Linked DNA regions of Oryctolagus cuniculus: region 1 is linked to region 2. Evidence: chromatin contacts called from public Hi-C data. All regions are on one chromosome and are shown on one strand. Each heading gives the region's core, a stretch centred on a gene start, on an enhancer-like site or on the middle of the called end of the contact. The rest is flanking DNA. Distances are from core to core; before and after follow the strand shown.

The links. Hi-C and Micro-C count contacts between places; a contact is called where the count stands out from the background.
Region 1: a contact with region 2 is called in a Hi-C map of liver, with 3 times the contacts expected there. The contact joins the promoter of HIBADH here to the enhancer-like site in region 2.

The regions. Positions count from the first base shown.
Region 1 is chr16:19,245,542-19,250,569 of mOryCun1.1, reverse strand. It overlaps HIBADH (3-hydroxyisobutyrate dehydrogenase), which reads left to right and starts at 2,522. Exons shown (of 8, transcript XM_002713730.5): 1 at 2,522-2,761. The coding sequence starts at 2,671.
Region 2 is chr16:19,197,956-19,203,443 of mOryCun1.1, reverse strand. All of the region lies in intron 4 of HIBADH (3-hydroxyisobutyrate dehydrogenase), which reads left to right. Among named protein-coding and RNA genes, the nearest start is that of HIBADH, 47 kb to the left of the region's middle. Within about 2 kb of position 2,048, at least 2 of the 8 cell types and tissues checked have an H3K27ac peak or open chromatin away from gene starts, as enhancers often do.

The sequences.
Region 1 (5,028 bases), core at 1,273-3,772, 47 kb before region 2:
ACACATAATAACAGCTGTTGTGAATACAATAATAGATTCAAGTGTCTTCAAACAGTAAGAGTTGCTAAAAAAAAATACATGCTTATCAGAAACCTATGAAAATTTCTCAATGTGTGACTCAATATTGGGCTTCCAAGAGGGGATAGTAGCGGCCTGCGCCATGGCTCACTTGGCTAATCCTCTGCCTGAGGCTCCAGCATCCCATATGGGTGCCGGGTTCTAGTCCCGGCTGCTCCTCTTCCAGTCCAGCTCTCTGCTGTGGCCCGGGAGGGCAGTAGAGGATGGCCCGGGTGCTTGGGCCTCTACACCCGCATGGGAGACCAGGAGGAAGTGCCTCACTGTTGGCTTTGGATCGGCGTAGCTCCGGCCGTAGTGGCCATTTGGGGGGTGACCCAGCGGAGGGAGGACCTGTCTCTCTCTCTCACTGTCTAACTCTACCTGTCAAATTAAAAAAAAAAGAAAGAAAGAAAAAAGAGGGGATAGCAGTCTGCATGGTATAGGGAGACTTATGACTTATCCTCTGATCACAGCTGAGCAAAATAAACTTTCAATACCACTCTACCATCATGTATCAAAAAAAAAAAAAAACCTACAATAAAATGAAACAGAAGCAAAGCAAAAAAGACTTCAGGGCCAGCTTGAGCTCTGCCTGCTCTTGCTGAGCCGGTCCCCCCTTTCTGCCTTAGTCTTAGATCGCCATTCAGAGGAGCCAGCCTTTTGTAAAGAAATGCTCATTTTCAAGAAAAGAGCCCTATAAACAACCCACAAAGAAACAAAAAAACAGTAGCTCACAATAAAACTGACAAAAGCAATCTGATTAGATATAAACCCTAGGAGCAGCAGCGATCAACTGGTGTGCTGTCTTGCGTTGTAAACAGCTCTGCCACGTAGGCCGGCGTTGTTGGAAGGCATGGGGCAGTTCAGCAGTTAATCACAGAAATCTATAGGGCAGCGTTTATTGGTTGCAGGAGGGTCTATTCCAGACACAGGCTAAAGAAACCCAAAAAAGAGAAACAGGTAGGAAAATGCTCCAGCAACTAATGGGGGCCGGCTCACTAGGCTAATCCTCCCCCTCGCGGCGCCGGCACACAGGGTTCTAGTACCAGTTGGGGCGCCGGATTCTGTCCCGGTTGCCCCTCTTCCAGGCCAGCTCTCTGCTGTGGCCCGGGAGTGCAGTGGAGGATGGCCCAAGTGCTTGGGCCCTGCACCCCATGGGAGACCAGGAGAAGCACCTGGCTCCTGCCATCGTGGCTGTGCTGCGTGGTGCGTTGGCCGCAGCGTGCCGGCCGTGGCGGCCATTGGAGGGTGAACCAACGGCAAAGGAAGACCTTTCTCTCTGTCTCTCTCTCTCACTGTCCACTCTGCCTGTAAAAAAAGAAAAAAAGAAAAAAAGAAAAAAAAAAAAAAACTAATGGGTTGTCTAGGAGCCAGGACTCAATTCCAGGAAACTCCCATACCTGAAATTAGTTTTTCCTACCTTCCTTCTCCACTTTCCTTCCTTTAGTAGTTTGGTGTGGGGTAGAGGGCTAGGGCGGGGAGACAGCCAGGAAAGGGAATTGTGGTCCTGCCAGTTACAGAGACGACCTTGCACTCTGTACCAGTTCCTGGAAACACTGCTAGCATGCACAGAGCCCTGAGAGAGCCTGCTTGGAAATTATCCAGTATTTTTGCTCTCTCTTTAGCTGCCTCCAACTGCACGGGTGACTGGGCAGAGGAACTAAAACAATGTCAAAGTCAAATCTGTTGATTCTGCTACTTAGATTAAGAGGTTTAGAGAGTACAACCCTAGGCAAGTGAATACAACTAAATAAAATGAATTTGGGGGTAGGTGGTTGTCCCCCCCACCAGGGGTAGAAGCCACTTCTCATCTTTGCTTTCCCTTTAGTCTTTGCTTAGAACATGGTTGTAGGATCGAGGATTTTAAAAATTTCTTGGAACAATGTAAGTTCCTAATAATTCTACTCTTCAAAAAGAACATTACCAATTCGTCTTCCTACTCTTTTTCAAATTTGTTGAGAAAGTGTTAAATACAATCAAATGACGTGAAAAATTATTGGTAGATTTCTGTGATGGCTTTCCAAAGAGTAGATACTAAAAACAGAAAGCTAACATTAGGAGATCAGTGTGTTATTGAAGTAAAACTGTATCCCTATACTGGAAAGGCTGGGGATTTCGGCTCTTGCTTAAAAATCTCTTCAGTATCTAACTATAAGGAACTACACGTCTTGACAACCCCGTCGGAAGGGGCGGTTCCGCAGAAGCAGGTGCTACCTGCAGGCGGCAGAGAGCGACAGCCACGGCCTCCCACACACCCTCCTCATTATCGTAAACAAGGACATTCCCGCCCGCAGGCTGTAAACCAGGAGGAAACCTGGGGGCGGGGCTATGTGCCTCCTATTGGTGTTACGCGAAGCCGCAGCGGACTTGGAAGCTCTGATTGGCTAGCTCCTCTGTCCGTAAGGGGATTGACGGACCCTGTCCAGCCGGGCCGCACCCCTCGACGCTGCGCCCCTCCCATCGCGGGCGGGCGCCCGCTCTGAGAGGCAAGGGCGCGTGCGTGCGCGCTCCCACGCCGCGGCCGTGTCCGCCTGCTCCGCTGCGCATACTCGCAGTCAGTGGGTCCCGCCGGGAGGTGGCGGAGGTCGCCGCGGGAGGCGGGGCGGGGGCAGCATGGCAGCCTCCTTATGGCTCCGAGGAGCCGCCTCCGGCCTCCGATACTGGAGCCAGCGGCCGCGGCCAGCAGCTGCCAGCCTTGCAGTGGGTAAGGACCTTCTGCCTCCTCCCTCCGGCCCTGCCCCGGCCGCCTGCCTCTCGCGCCCGGCCGCCGGGGCGGTCCTGTCACGGGACGTTCCGTGGTTGGGTTGGGGTGTGAAACCCGAAGGCCTGACCTCCTCTGCGGCCGCCGCTGGTGCCCCCCAGTCCCGACCGCAAGAACAGGATTCAGCGCCCTTTTGAGGTCCCAGGAAGGGGCGGGGAAGAGCTTGCGGCGAAGGAAAGAGTGTTTGGGTCCGAGGACGCGTGAAGGCCTTGCAGCGCCCCCGGGGCAGCGGGGCCGGACTGGGGACTAAGCCCCTGAGGGGGTGGTCCGGCCTCACCACGCTGTGCCGACGCCGCGGCACCGTAGGTCAGCCCGGAGAAGTTTGCAGTGACCCTGGGTCAGTGAGGTGGGCTCCCCCCCAACCCCGACCTGCCACCGTGCGACCTGCCAGGTTGCTCGCCAGAACGCCGCCGTCAGAGTTGGTAGTCCCCAAGACACCAGAGTAAGTTTCACAGCCCGGCCACGGACTTCGGGCAGGGACAGGTTTTAGAACTGCGAGGACATAGTTGGAGACGGAATCCAGGCATTTTTCATAAGAGGAACCCGAGAAGTGAATCGGGGTGTCCCCCACGGGGTCTAGAAAGTAGTGCTAATTCTTTCTGGGTCCCCCACTTTTCTGCCACACCTGGATGCCTGTTGGACTGAAAAGGTGGCTGACTTGCGGGACACCGCCTGCTGTCTCCCTGTGAAAGTTTGCGAATGTCAGCCATGCAGTGTTTGGAAAATGGCACTCAGAGTTAAAAACAAACAAACAAAAAATAATAAAAAACCCACCCTTGGTATGTTTTTCCAAAATTTTTGCTTAAAAGGATTTGAGTTCTTCAACAGTTCTCCAGCCCCCCCCCCCCCCCCCCCCCCAGTAAAGCCTGTGTATTTCCTTAATGATTTTGAGAGGAGCAGATACCACGTGTTGGAGGGAAACAGATGTCCAATACAGGATCGCAGTCAAAAGACACTCGTAGACCGTGCCAGGAGTTGTCACCACTATTTGAGCTGCAGAAACTGCCTCCCACTTTGGCGACATTTAAGCTAAAAATCCCATCCGTGAGCTTACACAGTGCTAAAGGGTTCTCCATGGGTGCCTAGGTCTCAGAATTGATTAGCAGCAGGAGATGCGTTTGCTGTTGAGTGGCTTCACTAGGTGTTCTGATGATGTCTAATGAAGCCTTGTGGGCCTTTTGGAGTTCATGGTTCTGGGGTGGATGAGTCTGGGGCCCAAGGTCATGTGTGCCTCTGTGAACTGGGAGGACCCACCTCCCAGGGCTGGTTACATGGCTTTGACAAAGGACCTTGCTCTTCAGGTTCTTTGTTCCAAAGATGTTGTAAGAATATAGATTGAGGGTAAATGTGAGAGAGTTCTTTGGTGATGAAGTGTTTCAAACTTGTGTTTGTGGGATTGTTTTTAATGTTTCTGTTAGGGTTAGTTTACACAAAATGTTAACTTTTTTGGATGTTGGAGTCAATAGAAAAAAATCTACACTGAAGTTTGGAGTTTAGGGACATTAATAAAAAGTCATGCTCAAATAGCAGCATTTAGTGCCCTGAGTTTTCTGAGGTAGTTGGCTCTGTTGTATATTTAAGATGCTTAAATATTGTGGGTGAATGATTTATTATTTAAAAAATGAGACCTGAAAGTTATCACTCAATAGCACATCTTAATTTGAAAAGACTTAAAACATCAACCAGGAAATAGAAAAATGAGAAATAGAAATAATTATATGTATATTATTATTTGATCACTCATTTAATAAAATTAATCATTTTAAAAGGTAATTAAATTTAATTTTAGACTTCTTTGTATGAAGGAGAACACTCTGGTTTAGGCTGTCTATAGTTGTGAAAAATAGTTTGTTTCAGGTCATCTTAAAATGGTCCCTGACAGCAGGTAGGGTGGAAAAATTAACCAGCACCAAGTATGGAAATAAGTACAGATTTTTAAATTATGACCCTTTTTTATATGTATGAAATCTGCTTTCAAAGCAGCATAGCTTATAGCATAAGTCAAAGATATATAATGGTATTTTTGACTTTTTCATTACCTTCTAGGATTCTGAAAAGAAGTACATGGAACTAAAAATTGACCTTAGGAAATTACATAAGAGGCATATCGATTATTAAAATAATTTGACCCAAACAATAAAGGTCTTTATAGAGTAAGTCATTATTTTAGTAACTTAGCATTAAAGCAGAGAGAGTGCTTAATAGGCTTT
Region 2 (5,488 bases), core at 799-3,298:
ATTTCCATGTGCATATGTGCCATTAATTGGTTAGAAAAATCTTTAAATTTTAAAATAAAAATTATTCATTGTTAAACTATGGGATGAATATTTTGAGAAGGAGGAAGAGTAATCAGAACGAGTGGTTGATACTTCGAACAGCATGATTGCTCAGCTGTTAAGAGTTTATCTGTGCCACCAGGTGGCATTGCATCCAAACCTGCTTGTGATAAAAGAGTTTTAAAATACATTTTTTTATTGTTGAGAGAGGACAAAATACTTTTTCTAGACACTGCTTTTGAAGTTGGATTAAAAATACACCCAAATGACAAGGTTGAGTAAATGTCTCCAGAGAATTGAAAAGATTTTTGAGCTCTGCAAATATTTGTTTTTAGGTTATTTATAGTGAAATGAAGGTAAATTAAAATGAACATTTGCAACAGATTGCCTTTTTCTTTTTTTATAAGTAAACTTAAAACTTAACAGTTAGTGACTTTTTTGCTTTTCTTACCTAGACACTGAAAGAGGGGCTACAGCCTTATAAAAATCTTGACAAATATTTCGAAACCCCCTACTGCTGCTGTGCCCCCTCCCACACTCACCCACGCCTTCCCTTGTTAAAAAAAAAAGTGTCCACAGGTTTCACTGTATGGGAAATTTTAAAAAGAAGGAAAGACTTTGAAAGGTGTAAGTCAGTCCTTTTCACAAGCCTGACTATGAGATTCATTAGGCAGTTCACGTTCATGTCTTAAAAGCTGCTTTTGGGAAAGTAAATTCTTGAGTTTCCTGTACTGGTTTTCAGGGAGTCTTTATAGTGTTTTTGAATCAGCTCGTTTTAAACCAGTGATAATGTAAAAGCAAAAACAAAACAAAAAGCTCATTATAAATTTTATAAAAGATTTTAAGAATTAAAATACATATTCATGTTGTGTTTTTATGAGCCCACAAATATAAGTTAATACACTCTAGCAGAAACAATTAAATTATTTAATGTAAGTATCCAGATGCTGATAGGTTGTCAGAATAAGTAAGGTTCAGTGTACATTCTATTGATTTTTATTCGTTTAAAAAATGTATTCACCAAGCAGAGAGATGTTTAATGCTTAGCTTTGGTCGTTTATCAAAAAGCTTTATGCAGTGCTACTCATTTTTTACTCTTGCCTCCTCTCTGAAGCTTCTTAATGTGCACAGTATGTTTAAGGATTGAAAATGTTTTCAAAGTCAGGGTTTGACCTCCCTCCTTGTTGTTCTCACTTAAAAACAGAATGAACCTACTCTCTCCCTTCTATTTTGAATTACTTGAATAGATACGAATTGTACTAAAATTACATATATACACCCAACAGTATCACAAGAGAGGCCTTTTTTGTTTTAAAAATTAGGAGGGTTTCACATTTGAAAGTAGTCTAGACAAAGGTACTCATGACATTTGACCCTGAATATTTTACTTTTAAACTTGATACAACAGCCTCCTTCTTAGCTTTGTTGTATGCTAATATTTCTACTTATTTAACATCAAAAAGCTGTAGTGGTTTCTCTTTATAGATTATGCCTGTGTTCTGGAATTGCCTCCTGCGGTCCATGAATTGTTTCTTGGCTTGTTGTGTTAGAATTTCTCACCAGGGTTTTTGTGAGCTAGGGAGCCAACATTTGAAAAAATCAAATTTGATACAGTAAACTGGATTAGTAAAAATTACACTTCCTATTCATAATTATAATTGAAGCAAGCTTCTTGGCTAGGCATCAGTTTTATGTCATAAGAGTAAACACATGCAAATCTCATGTAATGATATGCATATATAAATGACTATAATGACAATATTTTCCAGTTGTTTCTATAATATTAAATAATTATTTTTTTGAGATTCCAGAAATATACTTTTTTCATTAAAAATAATAGTCATTAGGAAAAAAATCCTTATGTATTAGAGTATGTGTTCTTTGGTAATGAAGCATTGCAATTTTGGCTTCTCTCATTTCAGTTGGAAATAGTATTGGTGTAAGTGAGTGTTGCCATGGGAACCTCCACCTAGATATAAAAGGCAAGACTGTCTAAGTGGAGGAGGAGGGGGGATGTACTAAAATACGCCTAAATGCTCTATTTTATGTATGTGTTGGTGGGGACATTTGGGAGGGTATCTAGGATAAGAAGGGGAAAGAAAGCAGAAAGTCAGTGTTAAGCATTAAAACCATTTACTCATACTTCAGGAGACTCATAGGTGGAAATGTTTTAAAATTTAAAATGATTCTTAATTATTTGTATCTTTTATAAGTCAGGGAGGCTTTGCATATTTTATTTTTAAAGAACATCCCTGGAATGTATTTAATGCATTTGATTTTAGATGGAATATATATAACTTATTTGACTTGACTTTAGATAAAAATGTTCAGTGAAATTTTCTTGAAAGTCAGGTTTTGGGGAGATGAGTTTATTTATAAATTTTATTAACAAAGGTTATCACGCTTAATTGGTTTTCAGATATCTGAAATTAAAAAAACAACTAAACTGACTAGGAGACAGTGTGGCTTTCCGTGAAATGCTGACATTGGCTTTATAGTATGTTCAACATTAGATTTTTTTAAATTAAATATTTTTAGTAACTTTCTGTAGATATTTAGGCAAGGAAACAATGACTTTCTATATCTGCATGAATAATACATATATATTAATATTTATCTGCATGAATAATACTGTATGAATAAGCATAAAGAATGAAAACAACAAAACCAAACATTAAACCCTCTTACATCCTTTAGGATCACATGTGATGTAACTGCTGATAGAAATGTTTGGAGCACAACCAGTGTAACCCCATAGAAAGTAACATTTTTGTTTTTTGTATGTTTAAGTTACAGAAAGCAGTGAAATTGTCCCCAGCATGCGTTCCCGTGATAGAATACCACATCATCATCCTGACCTAACACTGTAGATTCTGGTTGTCCCATACGTGTGTTTAAAAAAAAAAAAAAAGACATTAACCTGACAAAAATTGTTTAAACTTACCTTTTTAGTGAATCCAGAGAAAAAGTTTAAGCTGCCAAGGTAATAAAACATCCAGAAGCTTTTAAATTAAAAAAAAAGTAATTTAAATGAAAAGGGGTGTGGGGGGTTTGCTAGGGAGAAGAAAGAAAGAAGGGGAAAAAGCCTAGCACTCTGGCCTGGCTGCAGCTGATGTAATTATGTGGCAGTGGGAAGTGCATTGTTTGCAATTCCCGCATAAACAAGGCTGGGAGTCCCTTAGGGTGGGTGTTGGGAGGCACTGGGGTTTGTTGACAAGCAAACTACCTTGAGAAGAGTTTAGTTGGGAGCAGATTCTCTGGCTTAAGAAGCATGGTAGGAATGAGAGTAAAGGATGAGAAAGTGTTTGTGTAGAACACTGACCAACTTGAAACCTTCAAGTCTTGTAACTCATAATTGTGAAGGAGTGCATAGTTGTCAGTAATCTCTTTAAGAGACCTGAGGTCTGATAGTGAAAATTGTTCAACAGCAAATATACCCATGTTTAACAGTGGTTTGGACAGAGTAGATCTGCTTAGTTTTAGATATGGATTCTAAAATACAAAGAATGAGAGAAAATTTTTATATTTCTGGGAAAAATAAGTAACAAGAAGGATTAAAAATCAGGTTTTATTAGAAAGATATTTAAAAGAAAGAGCAACAACTGTGTTGTTTCTGATGCGGCTTTTTGCTTGCTGCTTCCCTCCTCAGCCCCTCTTCCTTGAAAAATCTGAGAGCTAAGAGTGGAAAGCATAAAAATGTACACAACCTGGTCAATGAGTAGATTCAAAATATTACTTTAATCACCTTAGAAAATGTTTCATAATACAGAATTTTCTATAAGCTGGCAACTGATATTTATTAGTACCTTTTGTGTGTCATGACTGTTCTATTGGGCAATTTGTGTATTTTAACATATGTAATCCTTACAGCATCCCCATGAAATGTAAATTATATATTTTCTCACTTTTCAGGGAGGAAGTTGAGGCTTACTTAGAAAAGGATAGCATGACAACAAACAGATAATATAAGGTAGCCTGATTTAGCAAGAAGACACCTGATTTAAGGTAGAGGGATTTCCAGATATTATGGTAGTACCTTCAAGTTTAGAATTGCTTTGGCTTGCTAGAATAAAGAAAAGGCTTTGGGTTGTTTTATTTAAAAAAAAATCAACAGAGATACTTTTTCATTCTCTATTGATATTATCATTCAATGACATACCCCCATCAAAATATGGAAAGAATGATCAGCGAACTAAAAACAGTACAATAGGTAATTTAAAACAGTTATGTTTTTGGTTTTAAGTGCTTTGATATAGTCAGCTAGAGGAACACATGGGGCAAGAAAATGTGGAAAAATAAGTGAAAACCAGAAGTTTTAACCTTGTTAAATAATTTCCTTTGTAGTTCTTTTAGCAGTTCGGATATGAAGAGGAACCAGAGTGTCCTATTTAGCTATCTAGTGATACTGTGAGCACACAGGACAGCTTCACATGATTTCTCTTTTAACTTGTGCTTTAAAGATTTTCCAGAGTTACTTAATTAAATAAATATACTTTTATAGTTTTTTAAATATAGAAGATTGGCTTTTACAGAAAATCGGTGAGAATTTCAATTTGCAAGATTATCAGTGATACAATTTTTTAGCACCTTAATAGTATTTCGCATTAAGACTTAAAACCAACAGCCTATTAAGCTTCTTGTTTAACAATAAAATACACCATTCAGTTCTCCTTTGACGTTACAACTATTGTTTTATGCTTTATTGGGAGGGTTATATGTTGGGAATTGATGATTTTCATCTTGTCAGTACTATTAATTCCTCTCAACATATTTATACAATCCTGCAGCGCTATTATTAAAAGAAGATTGTCCCAACAGCTTTCAACACAGGACATTTGAGTGGCGTGGTGTGGTGTGATATGTGTGTGTGTTTTTAGAAATTTATTTTTTTAAAAGGCAGAGTTACAGAGAGAGAGCAGTCTTCCATCCACTGGTTCACTCCCTAGATGGTCGCAATGGCCAGAGCTGCCCCGATACAAAGCCAGAAGCCAGGAGCCTCTTTTGAGTCTCCCATGCAGGTGGAAGGGACAAAGGACTTGGGCCATCTTCTGCTGCTTTCCCAGGTCATAGCAGAGAGCTGGATCAGAAATGGAGCAGCCGGGATTCGAACTGATGCTCATATGGGATGCTGGCACTGTAGGCAGCAGCTTTACCTGCTACACCACAGCACCAGCCCTGTGGGTGTGTTTTAATTTAATATTTGTATCCCAAAGAGAATGCAGTGAAAGATACTTTTCTGTACTTAATTCATATTGTGTTAAAAAAAAATCCTGTATTCACCATGGCTAACCCATAAACATAAGTTTAATTGAAGGGTTATAAGAAACCCTGATGTTGTGACATTTTGCTTTGCTAATATTACTCCAAATTTTAGATCAAGTGTGAGATGCTGGTGCATATTTGGAAAACAAACCAAACCTCACCCTACTTCCTACTTCACATATTTTAG